Regions from separate parts of the Mus musculus genome. Here all the other regions are linked to region 2. The links are chromatin contacts, called in public HiChIP or PLAC-seq maps. All regions are on one chromosome and are shown on one strand. Each heading gives the region's core, a stretch centred on a gene start, on an enhancer-like site or on the middle of the called end of the contact. The rest is flanking DNA. Distances are from core to core; before and after follow the strand shown. Region 1 holds the start of Ash2l (ASH2 like histone lysine methyltransferase complex subunit). Region 2 holds the start of Adrb3 (adrenergic receptor, beta 3). Region 3 holds the start of Fgfr1 (fibroblast growth factor receptor 1).

The links. HiChIP or PLAC-seq counts read pairs in DNA pulled down with a chosen protein or histone mark.
Region 1: an H3K27ac HiChIP or PLAC-seq map of embryonic stem cells shows a contact between it and region 2, with 3 times the contacts expected there. The contact joins the promoter of Ash2l here to the promoter of Adrb3 in region 2. A contact is called at or near these places in 1 of 39 promoter capture datasets (pre-B cells) and 1 of 115 datasets of contacts at active chromatin or transcription factors (embryonic stem cells).
Region 3: a contact with region 2 is called in an H3K27ac HiChIP or PLAC-seq map of embryonic stem cells, with 2.2 times the contacts expected there. The contact joins the promoter of Fgfr1 here to the promoter of Adrb3 in region 2.

What each region holds. Positions count from the first base shown.
Region 1 is chr8:25,838,902-25,842,411 of GRCm38.p6, reverse strand. It overlaps Ash2l (ASH2 like histone lysine methyltransferase complex subunit), which reads left to right and starts at 1,625. Exons shown (of 16, transcript NM_011791.3): 1 at 1,625-1,830; 2 at 2,337-2,400; 3 at 2,524-2,669. The coding sequence starts at 1,655.
Region 2 is chr8:27,227,512-27,230,917 of GRCm38.p6, reverse strand. It overlaps Adrb3 (adrenergic receptor, beta 3), which reads left to right and starts at 1,330. Exons shown (of 4, transcript NM_013462.3): 1 at 1,330-1,809; 2 at 2,168-3,406. The coding sequence starts at 2,499. Gm45470 (a long non-coding RNA gene) reads right to left here and starts at 1,509. Exons shown (of 3, transcript XR_001778544.2): 1 at 1-1,509.
Region 3 is chr8:25,516,651-25,520,266 of GRCm38.p6, reverse strand. Fgfr1 (fibroblast growth factor receptor 1) reads right to left here and starts at 1,508. Exons shown (of 18, transcript NM_010206.3): 1 at 838-1,508. Gm31288 (a long non-coding RNA gene) reads left to right here. Exons shown (of 3, transcript XR_003947368.1): 3 at 1-579. RefSeq lists promoters at 1,369-1,583, 1,369-2,343.

The DNA.
Region 1 (3,510 bases), core at 376-2,875, 1.4 Mb after region 2:
GAGATTGGTTAACTGTGGGGTACCCAGTCCCAGTGGGTATATCTCCAACATCATACCTAAGGCTCAGAAAACATTGAGGGAGAGGGGAACAGAGAGACTGTAAAAGCCAGGGGACTGGGACCTGTGCCATGAAGTGATGGCTATCAGGAACGACCCATGACGTCACAACAATATGGCTGCCCAAATGAGATCTAACTATGGCAATCCTAATAGACATATTAACATGGAAGGGGGAAATCTCTAAAAAGTCATGCATTTGAGAGGGTAAGGTGGGGCATGGGGGGGGGAGGATCGGTCCCCATTCACACAACAGTTGTTATGATGTCTAGGGAGGCTTGGGAGGTGAACGTTTGCTGGTGGAGGTAAGTCACTGGGGGCAAGCTTACACGAAAAAAGTGAAGCCGCTTCCTTGAAGTTCTCCCTGTCTGCTTGGTGATTCTGATAGAGAATTCGAGCTCTCAGCCTTGTCTGATAGTCACCATTTCAGATCCTTGCTGCCTTATCTCCCCACCATCATGGATTCTTATCTCTTTGAACCCCCCTCAACCAAGATCCCCCCTCCCCTTGCTTAAGATATTTTTGGTCATGGCGGCACTTTCTCCTAACAACTGCAAAGTATCAATGATCTCTAATCCCTAAGTGTGTTTGTTTTAAAACAGCAAATTTATGGTCCGTGAGATGGCCCAGTGGGCAAAGGCGGCACTTGCTTGCCAAGCCTGAGCTAGATTCCTAGAACTCACATAGTGGAGGGAAAGAAAGCTCTTCTCACCATATTGTCCTCTCACCTGTCCAGTGCACTATGCCACATACATGCGCACACATCCGTAAAGCGCACACACACGCGGAGGATGGGGGTGAGGCGGCAGTTTCTATTTTGCTAGGGTTTAGAGCCCACCCATATGCTTGCACTCAGTCCAGGGGTTTAGCTACCAGCAGACATCCCTTTCTTACTCGTTTCTGCCCTTCTCGCTAAGGCCCAAACCTTGCTGAATTCTGTCCTCTGCTAGCACTCTCGCCTGGAGCTCTACTTCCCTCCGTGAACTAGCAATTCGTGTTCCTCGAGCGCACAGCACTTCTAGCCTCCTCTGGCCAGATGTTTCTTTTCCTAACGTCTTTTCCACCCACAACTACCTCGGGCTCTCTGGAATCAGACCTCTAGTCTCTCCAAAAGCCGCCTGGAAACGGGGCTTCTGGCGGCCAGCTACGCAGTTACAGACGCTCCCGGCAGGTGTGAGCCAGAGTGCTCCTTTGTTGTTGTTTGGAAGTTTCCTACGTTTTAGGGTTTTAGTATGATCGCCTGCTCCGCACAGTGTAAAGGGGAGTCTCTCACATCCTCATATGTGCCGTGATTTCCACTCTTAGCCACGACTATGAGCAGGCGTTTTGAATAATTCAAGTCCCAAGAGGAAAGCAAAGGACAGACCTCCTAAGTGGCTCCCTTCAAACCTGGGCAATCCGAGTTGCGCCCTGCCTTTTTCTTTCTTCCTTTCTTTTTTTTTTTTTTTCTGGCCTTAAAGCGGCGGACTCAAAGTGCGTCCTTCCCAAGTAAGTGGCGGGCCCCCCAACAAAAGGTCTTTCCCACTTTAAGAGCGCCGTGCGTGGCGGCAACTCGCCGCATAGATATATTCTCGCGAGAGCTTGGGAAGGAGCAGCGATGGCGGCGGCTGGAGCGGGTCCTGGTCCGGGAGTCAGCGCCGGCCCTGGTCCCGGAGCCGCTGCAAGTGCCACAACGGCGGAGGACCGAGAGACAGAGCCGGTGGCCGCGGGGGCTGGCGAGGGGCCGTCAGCCGCCCCGGGAGCGGAGCCCAGCTCCGGAGAGGCCGAAAGTGGGTAAGGCAATCCACTCGCAGCCCCGGGGACGCGCGAGGGCCCGCCCCTCGTGGAAGCCCGCGGCTCGCGCCGCCCGGTGTCGCCCTCCGGATCCAGGTCCCGCAGCCAACGGCTCGGCCCGCCCGCCCACCCGGTACCCTCCGCAACCCCGCTGGCTGCTTGCTTGTGGACTCCAAGCCGCTCCTCGGCTCCTCGGCTCCCATCAGCACCAGTGTGAGCCAAGAGCGTTTCCCCCTCTAGCGCCCCGGAAGACCTCGCTGATCCCTCTTGCAATGCTTGGTCCTGAAAGCACTGAGGACGGCAGCCTCCCGTCGTTAGCCCAGTGCACTAGGAATCCCTGGGCCGCGAACACATTTGTCTTGCTTGACAACCTCCCTCCTAATACTCAGGATTGTTCTCTCGTGGGCATCCCGTTCAGGACATGAAAAAGATATACCCTCCGTATTTGGACCATTGTGTTTTTCTGTTTAGGAAAGGCCATTTTGATGTTTGTCTTTTCATTATAGGGATGCAAACTTGGTTGATGTAAGTGGTCTGGAGACAGAATCTTCTAATGGAAAAGATACTTTGGTAAGTATTTCCTCTGAGGCCTTTGGAAGGCGAACTAGATTTGGTTTTAAAATGTTTAATCTATTTTTTTTTTTTTAAAAAGTAGTCAGGCCATTTGATTCTCTTATTGCCCTGTGGCTCCAGGAAGGTACCGGAGACACTTCAGAAGTGATGGATACCCAGGCGGGCTCTGTGGATGAGGAGAATGGGCGGCAGTTGGGAGAAGTGGAGTTGCAGTGTGGGATATGTACAAAATGGTTCACCGCTGACACCTTTGGAATAGACACGTCGTGAGTACATTTCATGGCCTTCTAGACAGCATGATCCTGGAGAGATGGCTTAGCATTTTAGATCACTAGTTACCCTTTCAGGGGTTTGGGCTTGATTCCCAGTATTCACATGGCAGCTCAAGGAACCCCAGTTCTGGGGTGGAAGGGGAAATTATGTAATCATATTTCTTTTTTTTTAATTAATTTATTTATTTTATGTATATGAGTACACTGTAGCTATACAAATGGTTGTGAGCCATCATGTGGTTTCTGGAAATTGAACTCAGGACCTCTGCCCGCTCTAGCCCTGCTTGCTCCAACTCTGCTCACAACAGCCCAAAGATTTATTATATGTGTACACTGTAGCTGTCTTCAGACACACCAGAAGAGGGTGTCAGATTTTTGTTAGGAGTGGTTGTGAGCCACCATGTGGTTGGGATTTGAACTCAGGACCTTTGGAAGAGCAGTCAGTGCTCTTAACTGCTGAGCCATCTCACCAGCCCTGTAATCATATTTCAATCTCAAGACAATTGAGAAGTATTTTTAAATATACCGAAAAAAAGTCAGTAGGTAGTATTTTGTGCTCACTCTAACCCTATCCAGTGACCAGATGCTGACTGAGGAGTTGCTTGCATTCCTTTGGCATGTTCTGAAGTATTGAGGTGAGAGTGCTATTAGGTATGAGTGTGGGCATCGTCCTTGCTTTTGACCTTACAGGCTGATTGGGAAGGAGTCTGTGCAATTAGAAGAGATTATGTAATTAAGTTTGCGATAATGTATTCTGTGTGTTCTGGGCTTGGTATTTACAGTGGGCAAGACCTGTTGTCAGTAACATTTGAAGGTGTGGTGTTGAGTCGTGGTG
Region 2 (3,406 bases), core at 81-2,580:
CGATAACTGGCAGCGCTCTGGGGTGTTGCAAAACCCTGACTTGGGTGCAATCACCCTGATGACCAGCAAGAAGCCACAGCCAAAGGCAGCCTTCACACCACCCTGGCATGGCTGGGACAGGAGCAGGGGCAGGGGCAGCAGAAGGGAGCTCTGACGGCTGCATCCATGGGACAGGGAAAACCTTTGCTTGAGAGCCCCTGACAGTCCTGCTCATGGGTGAGTGAGCTGCTGAGTCCCTGGGAGCCCAGCTGGCCCTTTTTCCTCAGGGATAATTTTAGGTTCTCTCTTCCCCTTCCAACCTTTCTGACTCCCAACCCCTGGTTCAGCCTCCCGTGGGGATTGCCTGGACCAGTGGCTATAGAGGACACTTTTAAAATATTGAGCTACTCAAAAGAACATGCCAGGGGGGTACCCTGGAGGCATTTTCCACTATATTTGTTTTTTTCTCTCTTTTGCCCCATTGTTTCGGGGTGGAAATGAGACAACTCATGGAGCAGTCTTGACAGGCGTCCCTAACCCTGGTATTACATGTGAAGGCCATCACTTCAGGCTTCTTTATTCGCATCCCAGGAATCATCAAACTCAGGTCCTTCTGCTTGCAAGGCAAGCACTTCACTCATTTAGCCATTTCCCTAACTCCCAGAGGCTTATTTCTAAGCCTTTCATGCCCACATCCAATTTGGAAAAATTTTGACTGGGAGATTGGATGACAGGGTCAGGTCCTATAAGTCTGGGTGAAGGGAGGGGGCTCAGAGGCGCTGATCTTACTGTATAAGAAACTTCAGAGGCATTAAAATACCAGGCTTATCCTTTTATGCACTCCAGATATGCAGTACGAGGGCCCCGGGAGATGGCACAGTAAGTAAGAGTGTTTGTTCTGCAAGCCAGGGGCACTGAGTTCAAATCCCCAGCACCGAAGTGAAGAGGTGGATGTGGCCGCACACACCCACGATGCCAGCCTTGGGAAGCAGAGGCAGGCGAATCTCAAAAGCCCAGACTCCACCGTCCTAGCCAACGCAAAAGCTTTCTGGCCCTGTGAGAGACCCTGTCTCAAGGTAATAAACTGGAAAATAGTAGAGGGAGACACCTGATGCACCCACACGTTCACATGCAGACACATGACTCCCTCGACTCTAGTTTCTTATGAAGAAATCTCCAGCAAGTGGATGAGAACTCTTTACCATGGGGAAGGTGACAAACATTAGCTTTGGATAACTGAGTGTGGCGATAGACCTGTGGTCCTCACCCTTCCTCAGGCTGCGACCCTTTAATACAGTGCCTCATGTTGCAGTGACCCCAATCATAACATTATTTTAGTTGCTACTCCATAATTGTAATTTTACTATTATTCTGACTCGTGATGTAAATATCTGATATGCAGGATATCTATCTGATATGTGAACACGGTGGGGACTGCAAGCCACGGGTTGAGAACCACTGTGCTAGACAGCCTCAAATGCATCCTTTCTCTCTCTGTCTCTCTCTGTCTCTGTCTCTCTCTCTCTCTTTCTGTGCTGGACCTCAAGCATGTTAAGTATGCACTCTACCACCGAGATACACCCCTCCCTCTCCAAAACTCCATCCTCTCATTTTAATGTGTCTATCACTTCAGAATTTGAAGGGACTTTTCTAGAAATTTTCTAGGAGAAAGGTGTGTGGACTGGGCAGTGCAGGAGGAAGATGGAAACCAGAAGCCCTCAGCATCCCAAGCTACACGATGCCATGTCAAACTAGAGTGACTCCTGAAACAAGCGGGTGTCTCCAGTAACTGAAAAGAAGAAGAACTGAAACAGCAGACAGGGACAGAGGGTGAGCGAAATTGAGGAAAGGGAAGGGGACGGATCTCATCAGCTGGGAGAGAAAAGGATGCCAGCCACCTCTGGTTGGTGGCTTCACAAAAAGAGTCTTAGAGTTGGGAATAGTGGCGCACAGATCTGTAATCCCAGCACTGGGGAGGTTGAGGCAGAAGGATCTGGAGGTCCAGACCAATCTGGGCAACATATAGAAAGACTATCTCAAACAATAAGATACCTTAGGGAGAGCATCCAAGCAGAAGAGGGGCTATCTTGGATGGTTTGGGTTGTTCGGTTTTGTTTTGGTTTGTTTCTGGATGGTTGCCTTCCTTGTTGGGTAAAGGATAGGGTGCGGGGGTTTCTCTTCTTTGCAGGGTTGCCTCAGGTTCTGCCAGGAAGGAGCTGCTGAGCTCCAGGAAACCGGTGCTGAGGGAGTGTCAAGACAGGACGCCCCTCTCCACCCTCCAATTCCCACCAGAGGCCTCTCTTGTGACTATTGGACGCTGTTCCTTTAAAAGCAGCCACTCCTCCCGGCAACTAGGGTGTACATGGGGGGTGAGATGGAGGGAAGCTGACAGACTTACCCCAGCAATTAGGGAAGATGGCCCAGGCTGGAAGAGTCGCTCCCAAGCCCTACTGTCCCCTTCCCTAAGCCAGCGGGTCTGGGGAGGAGGGGGAACCTTCCCACCCCAGGCGCCACACGAGATGGCTCCGTGGCCTCACAGAAACGGCTCTCTGGCTTTGTGGTCGGACGCCCCTACCCTGGACCCCAGTGCAGCCAACACCAGTGGGTTGCCAGGAGTACCATGGGCAGCGGCATTGGCTGGGGCATTGCTGGCGCTGGCCACGGTGGGAGGCAACCTGCTGGTAATCATAGCCATCGCCCGCACGCCGAGACTACAGACCATAACCAACGTGTTCGTGACTTCACTGGCCGCAGCTGACTTGGTAGTGGGACTCCTCGTAATGCCACCAGGGGCCACATTGGCGCTGACTGGCCATTGGCCCTTGGGCGAAACTGGTTGCGAACTGTGGACGTCAGTGGACGTGCTCTGTGTAACTGCTAGCATCGAGACCTTGTGCGCCCTGGCTGTGGACCGCTACCTAGCTGTCACCAACCCTTTGCGTTACGGCACGCTGGTTACCAAGCGCCGCGCCCGCGCGGCAGTTGTCCTGGTGTGGATCGTGTCCGCTGCCGTGTCCTTTGCGCCCATCATGAGCCAGTGGTGGCGTGTAGGGGCAGATGCCGAGGCACAGGAATGCCACTCCAATCCGCGCTGCTGTTCCTTTGCCTCCAACATGCCCTATGCGCTGCTCTCCTCCTCCGTCTCCTTCTACCTTCCCCTCCTTGTGATGCTCTTCGTCTATGCTCGAGTGTTCGTTGTGGCTAAGCGCCAACGGCATTTGCTGCGCCGGGAACTGGGCCGCTTCTCGCCCGAGGAGTCTCCGCCGTCTCCGTCGCGCTCTCCGTCCCCTGCCACAGGCGGGACACCCGCGGCACCGGATGGAGTGCCCCCCTGCGGCCGGCGGCCTGCGCGCCTCCTGCCACTCCGGGAACACCGCGCCCTGCGCACCTTAGGTCTCATTATGGGCATCTTCTCTCTGTGCTGGCT
Region 3 (3,616 bases), core at 259-2,758, 1.7 Mb after region 2:
GGGGTCTGGGCCAGAGAAGCAACAAGCGGGCAGAAGAGGGCTCCTCCGCACCGGACAAGTTCTCCTCATTTCCTCCACTTCCCAGAACGATCCAGACCCCGAGACCCCCCACCCCCCGCTTCTCCAGACCCCTTCAAGAGTCCTCTAGGTCTAAGATAAAATAGAACATTACCACCACCACCACCATCACCCCTCAAAAGGGGGGGGAATCTTTGCTCGCTCTCCGCTAAAGCCGATTCAGCCATTTGGTGACGACACCTCCTTCAAACCTATTCCAAGACAAGCTAGCCTTCCCCGCCACTTCCTTTCCTCTTCAACCCCCCAACCTGGACCCCAGACTTGCCCGGAGGTAGGAAAACACTTGAAAAGATCCCAGATGTAGGGTGTTGAGCTTAAAGCCACCGGCTGAAACGGGGTGAATCCGCAAGAGGACCAAAAGATAGATGATGTACACACACACACACACACACACACACCCTCCATCTCCCGGCCCATTCCCGCCCTCCTCCCCAGTAGGGAACACACAGCTTCCGCCGCCTTCTCCTGGGCCAAGAGGGTCGGGGTCTGGACTCGGAGCGCAGCAGCCTCCTCGCTAGCTCCGGAGCGCGAGTTGGCGGAAAAGTTAGGCAGCGGGCAGCAGCAGCGGGCCCAGCGCGCGGGGAGGGGGCGCGGGCAGCGACACTGGCCGAGGGAGGAGGGACAGGGGCGCCGGGGAGGGAGCGGAGTCGGGGGTGGGGTGGGGGATTGGAGGAGGGAGGCGCGGGCTGCGACTGGCGAAGCGCGGGGGCCGCTCGGGACGCCCAGCCAGCCGGCTCTGCGGGCGCCGGCGACTCTTACCTCACTTGGCGCTGCGGTCCCGCCTCTGGAGAGCTCGCCGTGGCGCGGCGGGTGTCTGTGTCTTGCGCTCCCGCCGCTCGTCTCCGGGCTCCGTTCAGATCCTGATGGGGTCTCGAGGGCTCCGCGGCCGAGGCACGACTCCCGGCGGCACTCCGAGCCGGGCGCCTCCAGCCCGGGCGGGAACAATGGAGCCGAAGCTGGTGCCCCGGAGGCGGGGCGGGGGGGAGGGCTCGGGTCCGCCGCCCGGGGTCCCCAGATCGTGCGCCCCCCGCTCTCCAGTACGCAGCGGCGGCGGTGGCGGCGTCTCAGGCTTCTGGCAGCCCGAGTTCCATCACCCCTCCTGGGGCTCCGGCGTGCATTGACTGCAGCACGGCTGTGGTGCGCCCCTGGGACCTGAGAAAAGTCCTCGGTCTCCGCTGCTTTTCCAGCTGCGGCGCGCGCTCGCGGCCGGGAAAGGCGAGGTCGCCGCAATGCGCTAAGCACAGTCTCAGTCCAGTCCGGACGTCTCGGCCCCGCTTCCCTGCGCAGCCCGGGTCCTCTGCACGCAGCGGCTGCACCAGGGTTCCGGCTCCCGTTCCGCGCCGCCCGCAGCGGAGAGCCCCGCCAAAGTACCCGCAGGAGCGCTCCGAGCGCTGTGCGCCGGCGAGGCGCGAGGGCTCGCTCTCTCACTCCCACCCGGCGCTAGTCCCACCTCCTCCTCCTCCCCTTGCAGTTGCCTGCTGGGCCTTGTAGTTCTCAAGCTGCAGCCCCGGAGAAGCCTGGAGCGAGCAGAACTGCTCTACAGTCTGGTCTAACTTGAGTTTTCGCCTGGAGGGCGCCCGAATTTCAGACTGTGTGTAGATCAGCGATTTGGGGACAGGAGTGGAGGGTGGGGAGGGGCGGGTGCCTGGCTATAATTTTGAGGTTGCACTGGGCAACTTGGTCTTTGGTTATCTCTGTGCCTTGGGGTATGATTTTCGTGCTCTAAATCTCGGTTTTCCCGTCTCTAAAAGGAATAAATAGGACCCTCACATAGCTTACAATATACGAACTGTTTTTATTGATGGATCGGTTGACTTTCCCCCTCAGACCCTTTCCTTGGATCTCAACTTTCCCCAGCCACATAATTTAGGTTTTGTGGTTCACGCTGGAATGGACCCTGCAAATTCTACAGTGCTGTTCATGGTAGCCTTAGAAATCACCAGCTTTCAGGAAGCAACCGAAGAGAGGAGGGGTTTTTGTTTTTTTTTTTTTTCGGATGGGGGGGGATGTTTGTTTACTTGCTTGCTTGTTTTGTTTTGTTTGCCTTAGGAATTAATCAGAGTCAAACCAGAGCCTCCACAGTATACTATGAACCTCAAAGAAAATCGCTGAAATGCCCTTCCCACCAGGTCCCTCCACAGAGATGTTAATCTGTGGCTCTTTAATCCAATGAGTCCAGTGGACGTGAATCATATTGAGATTGTTAAAAAATAAAAATTTTTGATCCTGCTTGGACATGAGAAATCCCGATGTTTTGATGAAGCATGCTAACAATTCTGAGACAGCCAGTGGGGCCTTCGCCTCGTTGCAGGAGCTCACTTTCCAGCAGTCTAAAATGATGATGTACATATGCAATCCTAGCCCTGGAGGGTCAGAGACTTAAGATCACCGTTGGCCACATAGGGACTGAGACGACAGCCTGTGCTTACAGACCCTGTCTCAAACAAATCAAACACAGGGGTTGGCGATGCAGCTTTGACAAAGGCAAAGACAGTGCTTTGATTCCAGCACACTCTAGACCTGACTAGGTGGTTGGTACCTGTTGGTTTGCTGCATAGCAGTGGGGTGGGGGCTCTGCAAATTTTCCTGGTGACTGTGATGTGATGTCTACTTGGGGACCACTGGAAGGGTGGAATATGTCACACTAGGTGTGAATTCCACCACTCAAAGACTTTGGGCATGTCACGAATCTGATAAGATCTAGTCCCTCTATGGGTCTCCCCCATGAGAAGCAGACTGAATGAATGTAAGTGTGCCAAAAGGGTCACACATGTGAAAGCCATCATGAGGGGGACTGTTCTATTCCGCTTCCACAGAGCAAGCCATGACAGCTTGAATACCAAACAATCCAACTCTTCCCTCCACATTGAAGACTAAGAGTTTCTAAGACAGTTTTCTATGTGACCACCAGGTGAAAAAATGGGAAGCTACGGAGATATTATCACATTTGTTTATCTCCAGTAAAGGGTGGAGGAAAAAGAAGAAGGGCTATTGATGAGTTTATTGGTGTATTATTGGTTTATTGGGTTGGTTTTTGTTTGTTTGTTTTGTCTTTGCTTTTAGAGATAGTCTTATGCTGTAGCCCAGGGTAGCCTCAGACTCAAGGACTCTCCCACCTTTTGCCTCTTGCCTCCTGAGACAACAGTTTGTAAGACACCACCACACCCACCAAAGCTTAATGTTTAGCTGAGTGTGCTTAGCATATACAAAATGATCTGGGTTCAGATTTGGAGGAGGGGTAAAGAGAGAATACATTTATTGAGTGCCTAGGAAGTAAATATTCAGGAAGTATTTTTGAACAAAAAAATAAAATAAAAACCAGAAATGACTCTGTGGAATAAATGAACACCAGCTAATATTTAAGAGTTATTACCCACATAGCAATATCCTTGCCCTGTTCAGTCCCTTGGCTTTTAGTCTGGTCCCAATTATTCTTTCATAGAAGCTACCAAACAGCCTTCTCTGCCTCGGCCCAGCCACCTGGAGGTGTTTCTGCCTCCCACTGTATCTACTGATTTGATATTTAGCATAGTTTTAC